2 separate regions of the Pan troglodytes genome follow, and region 2 is linked to region 1. The links are chromatin contacts, called in public HiChIP or PLAC-seq maps. All regions are on one chromosome and are shown on one strand. The core of a region is the stretch at or near the end of the contact, and the rest is flanking DNA. Distances in the headings are between cores, read along the strand shown. Region 1 holds the start of AXDND1 (axonemal dynein light chain domain containing 1). Region 2 holds the start of ABL2 (ABL proto-oncogene 2, non-receptor tyrosine kinase).

What was found. HiChIP or PLAC-seq counts read pairs in DNA pulled down with a chosen protein or histone mark.
Region 2: a contact with region 1 is called in an H3K4me3 HiChIP or PLAC-seq map of stem cell-derived excitatory neurons, with 2.9 times the contacts expected there. The contact joins the promoter of ABL2 here to the promoter of AXDND1 in region 1. A contact is called at or near these places in 1 of 7 Hi-C or Micro-C datasets (stem cell-derived neural progenitor cells) and 1 of 1 datasets of contacts at active chromatin or transcription factors (stem cell-derived excitatory neurons).

Annotation. Positions count from the first base shown.
Region 1 is chr1:69,752,864-69,757,088 of NHGRI_mPanTro3-v2.0_pri, forward strand. It overlaps AXDND1 (axonemal dynein light chain domain containing 1), which reads right to left and starts at 2,369. Exons shown (of 25, transcript XM_054656308.2): 1 at 1,660-2,369; 2 at 1,052-1,254. The coding sequence starts at 1,148.
Region 2 is chr1:69,889,312-69,893,536 of NHGRI_mPanTro3-v2.0_pri, forward strand. It overlaps ABL2 (ABL proto-oncogene 2, non-receptor tyrosine kinase), which reads left to right and starts at 2,167. Exons shown (of 11, transcript XM_009439074.5): 1 at 2,167-2,622. The coding sequence starts at 2,466.

The sequences.
Region 1 (4,225 bases), core at 1,119-3,618:
TCAAGTGATTCTCCTGCCTCAGCCTGCCGAGTAGCTGGGATTACAGGCGAGTGCCACCACACCAGGCTAAATTTTGTATTTTTAGTAGAGACGGGGTTTCACCACGTTGGTCAGGCTGGTCTCAAACTCCTGACCTCGTGATTTGAGACGGAGTCTCGTTCTGTTGCCAGGCTGGAGTGCAGTGGCGCAATCTCGGCTCACTGCAACCTCCACCTCCCGGGTTCAAGCGATTCTCCTGCCTCAGCCTCCTGAGTAGCTGGGACTACAGGCACGAGCCACCACGCCCCCCCTAATTTTTGTATTTTTAGTAGACAGAGTTTCTCCATGTTGGCCAGAATGGTCTCAATCTCTTGACCTCGTGATCCACCAGCCTCAGCCTCCCAAATGGGATTACAGGTGTGAGCCACTGTGCCCGGCCTATTTATTTATTTATTTTGAGATGGGGTCTTGCTCTTGTCTCCCAGACTGGAATGCAATGGCTCGATCCTGGCTCACTGCAACCTCACCTCCTGGGTTCAAGCGATTCTCTTGCCTCAGCCTCCAGAGTAAGCTGGGACTACAGGCGCGAGCCATCATGCCCGGCTAATTTTTGTATTTCTAGTAGAGACAGGATTTCATCATATTTGGCCAGGCTGGTCTCGAACTCCTGACCTCAAGTGATCCGCCCACCTCGGCCTCCCAAAGTGCTGGGATTACAGGCTTGAGCCACCGCGCCCTGCCTCACTATTACTTTTTCCAAAGTTCCTTAAAGCCAAAGACCAGGAACCAAAAAATACATAACTATTGATATTTAAAATAGGTTGAATTTAAAACCATATATAAATCAACATTTGAAAAAAATTATAAACTGTATTTAGATGGAGTAGTGAAACAGTACTCTGACTCAAAATACTGTAAAAGGAATGACTTCTTGCTTTATTTAAGCAAGTGTGTTAGAAAAATGTAGCCAATCAAGGCATTCTGAATATCAGATTTAAAAAACCGGTGAATGGAAGGTGATTTCTGTCTTACGGCCATGACTGTTTATGACTTCAGAATCAACGAAGTTTACCTCTTGTCCCTTCCTTGGCTACAGACACTTTTAACTTTTTGCTCTCAGATGTTGATGTAGAGTTTAGCGGGGTGGAGGGCGTTTTCGGGAGAGACATAATAAACAATGCCTCCTATCTCTTTAGTAATTTGAAATAGTCCTCCGGAAAGCTAATTTAGACACAAATCAGCGCCGCACTGGGACTTGCAGGCTGCCACATAGTCCTGCAGGCAGAGGAAAAAAGATTAAAAAAAAAAAAAAAAAGATGACAACTATTGAGTACTTAGGTTCAGATCGCAATTTAGAATTCATCTAGCATGGTTTTCCTTTTTTGGGGCGACCTCTATGTTCTGGGGTTATCTGTCGCTACTAAGAAGCCTTAGTGGACCGTCAGGTCAGGGTCAAGGAGCAGGGCAGGAAGGACCCGCTCGGCGGACCCCGCAGACCGCCGGCACCCCTGGTGGGGGACACTCGCTGCAGGCGGCTCGGCTGGGGACCCCGACCTTCCCCACAGGCAGCGCTCTCGCGCGCCAGTTCCACAAACTCGCGAGTTGGGCAGGCCTCGCACTGCTTCTTGGTTTAAAATGACGGGAAAGGGACACCCGCGATCCTACCCACACATTGCGTACCCGCCCAGCATCCGCTCACTTCCTCCTTTGCTGGAACGCCTGTTTGTCGTCATAGAAACCCAGGGCCCCGAGGTTTAGCGCCCTCGATAGGGGCTGCCTTCAGCGGTGCCGGCGGAGGAGGGAGACAGCTAAGACAATCCCTACAGCCTCTCGGAGTTTCTTCTGTTCTAAGTCACAGCATAGGTTCAGTAGCAAAGGAGAAGAAAAACGTTTAATCCGGCCGTTGTCACGGAATCCGAAAGTGTCTCACGCCGGGGCTTCCTGCCGCGGGCCAGGCCAGTGCGCAGGCGCCGGTGGGGGTTAGCTCGAGGGGCCGACCCCTGTAGCCCGTGACGCACGCGGGTTAAGCAAGGGTCTTCTGAGTTGTTTCCATCTTTCTAGCTCTCTTTTTTGTTGCTTTGCGTATTTTTCTTTCTCTTTCTTTCTCTTTTTCTTTCTTTCTTTTTTTTTTCCCCTGAGACGGAATTTCCCTCTTCTCGCCCAGGCTGGAGTTTAATGGTGCGATCTCGGCTCACTGCAACTTCCACCTCCTGGGTTCAAGCAATTCTCCTGCCTCAGCCTCCCAAGCAGCTGGGACTACAGGCAGACGCCACCATGCCCGGCTAATTTTATATTTTGTTTTGTTTTGTTTTGTTTGAGACGGAGTCTCGTTCTGTCGCGCTGGCTGGAGTGCAGTGGTGCGATCTCAGCTCACTGCCACCTCCGCCTCCCAGGTTCAAGCGATTCTCCTGCCTCAGCCTCCCGAGGGACTACAGGCGGGGGCCACCATGCCCGGCTAATTTTTGTATTTTTAGTAGAGACGGGGTTTCACCATATTGGCCAGGCTGGTCTCAAACTCCTGACCGCGCCCGCCTCGGCCTTCCAAAGTGCTGGGATCATAGGCGTGAGCCACTGCGCCCGGACGCTTTGCATATTTTTCTAAAAGCCAAACTCAGGGGGATGTTGGGTAATAAGAAACGCTGGGTCCCTTATTGGGTAAGCCGTCCAGTGCTTTACATTTCGGTCACGTCTTCCTTGGACCCTTAAATGCCTCCCCCCAGAGCACAAGGAAGGCCTCCTGGGCCCAGATTTTTCAGCCCCTGGGGGCAGGGAAGGAGGATTGAGCTTAGGTGGAACCAGCTCAGGTATAATTGTCGGGGCTTCTGGCGTGAAAACCTGCCCTCAGGAAAGAATACCATCAGCGGCTGGTGGCTCACGCCTGTAATCACAGCACTTTCTTAGGCCGAGGCCGGTGGATCACGAGGTCAGGAGTTCGAGACCAGACTGACCAACATGGTGAAACCCCGTCTCTACTAAAAACACAAAAATTAGCCAAGAGAGGTGGCGCGCGCCTGTAATCCCAGCTACTCAGGAGGTTGAAGCAGGAGATTCGCTTGAACCGGGGAGGCAAGGGTTGCGGTGAGCCGAGATGGCGCCACCGCACTCCAGCCTGGGCAACAGAACGAGACTCCGTCTCAAAAAAAAAAAAAAAAAAAAAAAAGAGTATCATCAGAGCCTTCGCACTGCACTGAGGCTCGGTTCGGTGAGGGATCATTTCTTTTCTTTTCTTTTTTGAGACGGAGTTTCACTCTTGTTGCCCAGGCTGGAGTGCAATGGCGCGATCTCGGCTCACCGCAACCTCCGCCTCCCAGGTTCAAGCGATTCTCCTGCCTCAGCCTCCCTAGTAGCTGGGATTACAGGCATGCGCCACCACGCCCAGCTAAATTTGTATTTTTAGTAGAGACGGGGTTTCTCCATGTTGGTCAGGCTGGTCTCGAACTCCCGACCTCAGGTGATCCACCCGCCGCGGACTCCCAAAGTGCTGGGATTACAGGCATGAGCCGGATCGTTTCATATTAAGGCAGAGATTTAGTGCCAAATAATGAACCGCTGGGAGAAGCCCAGCGTCTAGTTGCTTCCAGACAGGGAGGAAACTTTATCTTATTCAATCACCATATTCCTTAGCACCAAGTACAGTGCCTGGACAAACATGAAAATCTGTTGGACAGTTCTCTTCTGTGTTGACAGAATTACGGCTATTTTCTGGTTTTGAGAGTAATAGCTGTGAGAAATTCGAGCAAAGGGTTCAAAACAAGTCTACGTGGTCCCTTTGAACTCTTCCGATCAAACATGTTGGGTGTGTTAGCATTTTAGCCTTTTAGCCTTATCTCCCGTTACCCTAATTTTTCAAAGAATTAAAATACACACAATAGCATTATAGAGCACACAAAGTTATCCATCTTTTGTATTCTTAACCTAGTTCAAAAAAATCCAAGTACAGTATTAAGAAAGCAGATAGAAATAAGTGAACACATTCTAGAAAAACACATAAAGTATAATCTAAAGGATTTAGGAAGTGATTAGATCTGTGAGACATCAAAGGTCTCTTTTCTGTCTTGTGCTGTGGTATGGTGATCATACATAATGTCAGAGGAGTTTGAACCATAGCAACTCCATCTTGAATAGGCACTGGGTAAAATAAGGCTGAAACCTACTTGGCTGCGTTCCCAGATGGTTAAGGCATTCTAAGTCACAGGATGAGATAGCAGGTCATAAAGACCCTGCTGATAAAACAGGTCGCAGTAAA
Region 2 (4,225 bases), core at 917-3,416, 140 kb after region 1:
ATTATGTTTTTTGTATTAATAGTATATGCATATATGACACCAGTTATATGCCAAATACTGTTTTAAGTACTATACATATATATTGACTAATTTAATTTTCACAATATTCCTATAAGGTAGATACTATTTGTTATCATCATCAGTTTACAGATAATGTACTGAGACACAAAAAGGTTATGTACTTTGCGCAGATCAAATAGTCCATAAGTATCAGGGCCAAGTTATGAACCCCAGCAGTCTGGCTTCAGAGCCCCTGCCCTTAGCCACCGCACTCTACTGCAGGCTGAGCAGCCCTTATCAGAAATGTTCGGACCACAAGTGTTTCAGATTTGGGAATATTTACATACACATAATGAGATATCTTGGGGATGCGACCCAAGTCTAAACACAAAACTCATTTATGTTTCATATACACCTTTATACACATAGCTTGAATGCAATTTAATACAATATTTTAAAAATTTTGTGCATGAAACAAAGTTTATGTTAAGTACTTACGTGAAATGTTCCACCTCTGGCATCATATTGGTGCTCAAAAAATTTCGAATTTTGCAGCATTTTGGATTTTCAGATTTGAGATGTTCAACCCATATATTCATCTATCTTTATATAGTATGCATGAATTAGCAGAGAAACCAAACCATTATCCCCAAATTAAAATTTTCTCCCATAATAAAAATCAAACAGTAAACCAAATTCTGGCTCTGTGACATCTTTATCCCTTTCGAATGAATTTTTTTCAGTAGTTGCAAACACTGGGAATTAGAAGAAAAGACAGGTATTTTAAACACAGGGAAACTTTAATCCAAATGGAAAATTCATATTTTATCCAGTGTTTACACATAGTGTTTCCGTTCCCATTTTGGAGTTAATTTCAGTTATTTCTGGCCACACCCTGGATGGCAATGGAATAATTTCATAGTGCTTTTACAACAGGCAATATCTACGTCAGTGGACGGTTCATCTAAGGTCAACCTGGTTCAGGAAAGATATGCAAAGGAGAGCTTCATCCACCTCTTCTCCCAACCCTACATTTCCAGTGGTTGTTTTGTTCCTTCTTTGCAGTGGCTCCCGTCCTGTCTAATTTAAGCAAAATTTCAGTGTAGTACCTCCATTAACTGATACTTTTTATAAAGCAAATTGGGAAGCCAAAAGAATAACAGGAGAATGATCAAGCTTTTTGAGAATTAAAAAAAATTGAATTAACATTAAGATGCAAGTAAACACAGTGGGAGAGGGGGATGGCGAGTCAATTGTATATAGTATATGTGTATGTATAAAACGCTTCTTTTCTGCCTCATTCACTCTTTTTAGACAGCATAAGCTAACATGAGTAAGTTCTGACTCAGAAACAGAGTCAAAGATATATATTTTTTCTCCTTTGTCATCAAAAGAAGACCTGACCACGTGCACAGTGTATAAAGGATGCCAGTGGGAAGATTAACTTTACTGTCAGGCATTGTAAGGAAACAGAAACTCACATATGGTGAGATGGTAAAGGAGTTCAAGAGGAATTCATGGTAATATAGTATGAGGAATGGGGCTACAATTGCGTCCCCAATGAGACTATAGAAGGCACACAATCCAGGCCAGTGCGATTTAACATCATGAAATAATCTCCAAAAATTAAAATCAAATAAGGTAGCATTTTACTCTCTTCTTGTAAATTTTATACCATTTTAATTTTTACTGGAGGCCTGCTGCTGACAAGGGTGTTTAAAAGAGATCCCCCTGGGTATTTTAGAGCTCCTCAACTGGATGGCAAGGACCAAATAAATGCCTTGTGCTTTTCTGCCCCACCTGTGCCTGCACCTGAGCTGCGCACGCGGGGGCACTCAGCCCTCGACTCACTCATTTGACAGGTGGAGGTGGGATGGGGAAGGCCGGAGACCGACCAACCCCAAAGGCGGTAGCGTGTGGAGCCGAACGCGGGAGGGGGTCGGCTGAGGCGGATTGAGGGGGGGGACGCCGAGGTGCGGCGACAGGACGCGGAGGACGAAAGACCTCAAGCAGCGGTGGCCGGCAAATGAGGTGGGCACTGGGGGACCCACCCTGCGAGGAGGCGGGGGCGGGGGCGGGGGGCGCGGCGCGGCAGGGCGGGGCGGCAGCCGGGAAGCCCTCCTTCCCAGCGGCGGAGGTGACTGGCGGGCGGGGGGCGGGAGACGCTCTGTCCCACGCTTTCCCAGCGCTCGGTGGTTTAAAGATGGCGGCGGCGGTGGCGGCGGCGGCGTTGGGGGCGCGGAGCCGCGAGAGGAGGAGGGAAAAGCAGAATCTGTGAGTCGCCTGGAGGCAGCGCGGCGGCTGCCGTGAGGAGGCCGGGTGCGGAGCCGCCGGTGGCCCAGCCGCTCAGGGCCAGGGCCTGGGCTGGGAGGGAGAGGCCGGAGCAGCGCCAGGAGCCCGAGGCCGGAGCCGAGGAGGAATGTGACCAGGGGTCGGCGGGGGCGCGGGAGTACGCGAGAGCAGGGATGGGGCAGCAGGTGGGCCGCGTCGGGGAAGCTCCGGGGCTCCAGCAGCCTCAGCCCCGCGGGATCCGGGGCAGCAGTGCAGCCAGGCCCTCCGGCCGCAGGCGGGACCCGGCGGGGCGCACCACAGAGACCGGCTTCAATATCTTCACCCAGCATGGTGAGTGTGTCCGGGAGCCGGCATGAGAGCGTGGGGGAGGCCGGGGGTGGGGTCGGGGCGGGGTGGGTGGCGGACGGGCTGCCAGGGGGGTCGGAGGGTGGAGGGTGCCTGAGAGTGGGGGCGGAATCCGCTGCCATCTGGTCCAGTCCTGGGAGGCGAGTCACACCCCTCCCCCCTCGCGTCTCTAGCCTGGCTGGCAGATCCCGGGGGCGGAGAAGGAAAGAGAAGTGGGCTTGGGGACCCTGGATGGTCTGTCCTCTACTCTGGGACGGGACTATGCGGCTGCAGAAAGAAAGTGAATGGCAGCTTCAGGAGAGGGAAGGATGAAGGGCAGTATTAGTTCAGTCCCAGAGGTGGGAGCATAAACCCGTCGTTAGTGAAGGGGAAATGGGTTGTATCCTAAGGGATTGGGAAATGGGAACTGAATTTCAGGAGATTGTGGAGTACAAGGTATGTGTTTACGTTAGGTGATGAGCAGTGTCAGGATAGTGAACTGTGGACAGTGTCCTGAAATGCTTTTCTGTAGGGAAGATGAAGGTAGCATCATCTTATCACTTTTGACATGCTTTTGTGGTTTGTTTTGTTTTGTATTTCGTTTTTACTAGAAATGAAAGGCTTTGCCAAAGCCTCTGTACTATGCTTCAGAGTAGGACACACAATTCTGAGATTGCTGGCAAGGGCTAGAGGTTGGTGGGCATGGTTAGGACGTCAGTCAGGATATGAACAAGTTTTCCTTTGTAGTGTGTGCGTGTGCCCATATACATACATACATGTATGTATGCTCCCTGTAGTCTGAAACCTATTATTTTGATCTCATTGTCAACGTATTTTTAGAATAGTTGTCTCCAAACTTTTTTTGTCTTTTTGTTTTGTTTTGTTTTTGTTTTTGTTTTTTTGAGACAGAGTCTCGCTTTGGTGCCCAGGATGGAGTGCAATGGCGGGATGTCGGCTAACTGCAATTTCTGCCTCCCGGGTTCAAGTGATTCTCCTGCCTCAGCCTCCCGAGTAGCTGGAACTGCAGGTGTGCACCACCACCCCCGGCTAAGTTTTGTATTTTTGGTGGTGGTGGGATTTTGTCACATACTCCTGACATCAGGTAATCCGCCTGTCTTGGCCTCTCAAAGTGCTGGGATTACGGGTGTGAGCCACCACCGTTCCTGGCCCAAACTCTTTTTTTTTTTTTTTTTTTTTTTTTGAGACGGAGTCTCATTCTGTCGCCCAGGCTGGAGTGCAGTGGCGCGATCTTGGCTCACTGCAACCTCTGCCTCCCAGGTTCAAGCGATTCTCCTGCCTCAGCCTCGGAGTAGCTGGGATTACAGGCGCCCGCCACCACGCCCGGCTAATTTTTTGTGTCTTTAGTAGGGTGGGGTTTCACTGTGTTGGCCAGGCTGGTCTCGAATGCCTGACCTCATGATCCACCCGCCACAGCCTCCCAAAGTGCTGGGATTACAGGCGTGAGGCACTGCGCCTGGCCACATGTCTCCTATTGAAGATGTGCTTGAGTGTCTCTTTCGGGTATATGAACACTTTATGAAGGTGATATATGAGCTAATCTTTATTAAAATCACTTCCTAAAACACAGGATGGAAGAATGGATTAGTAG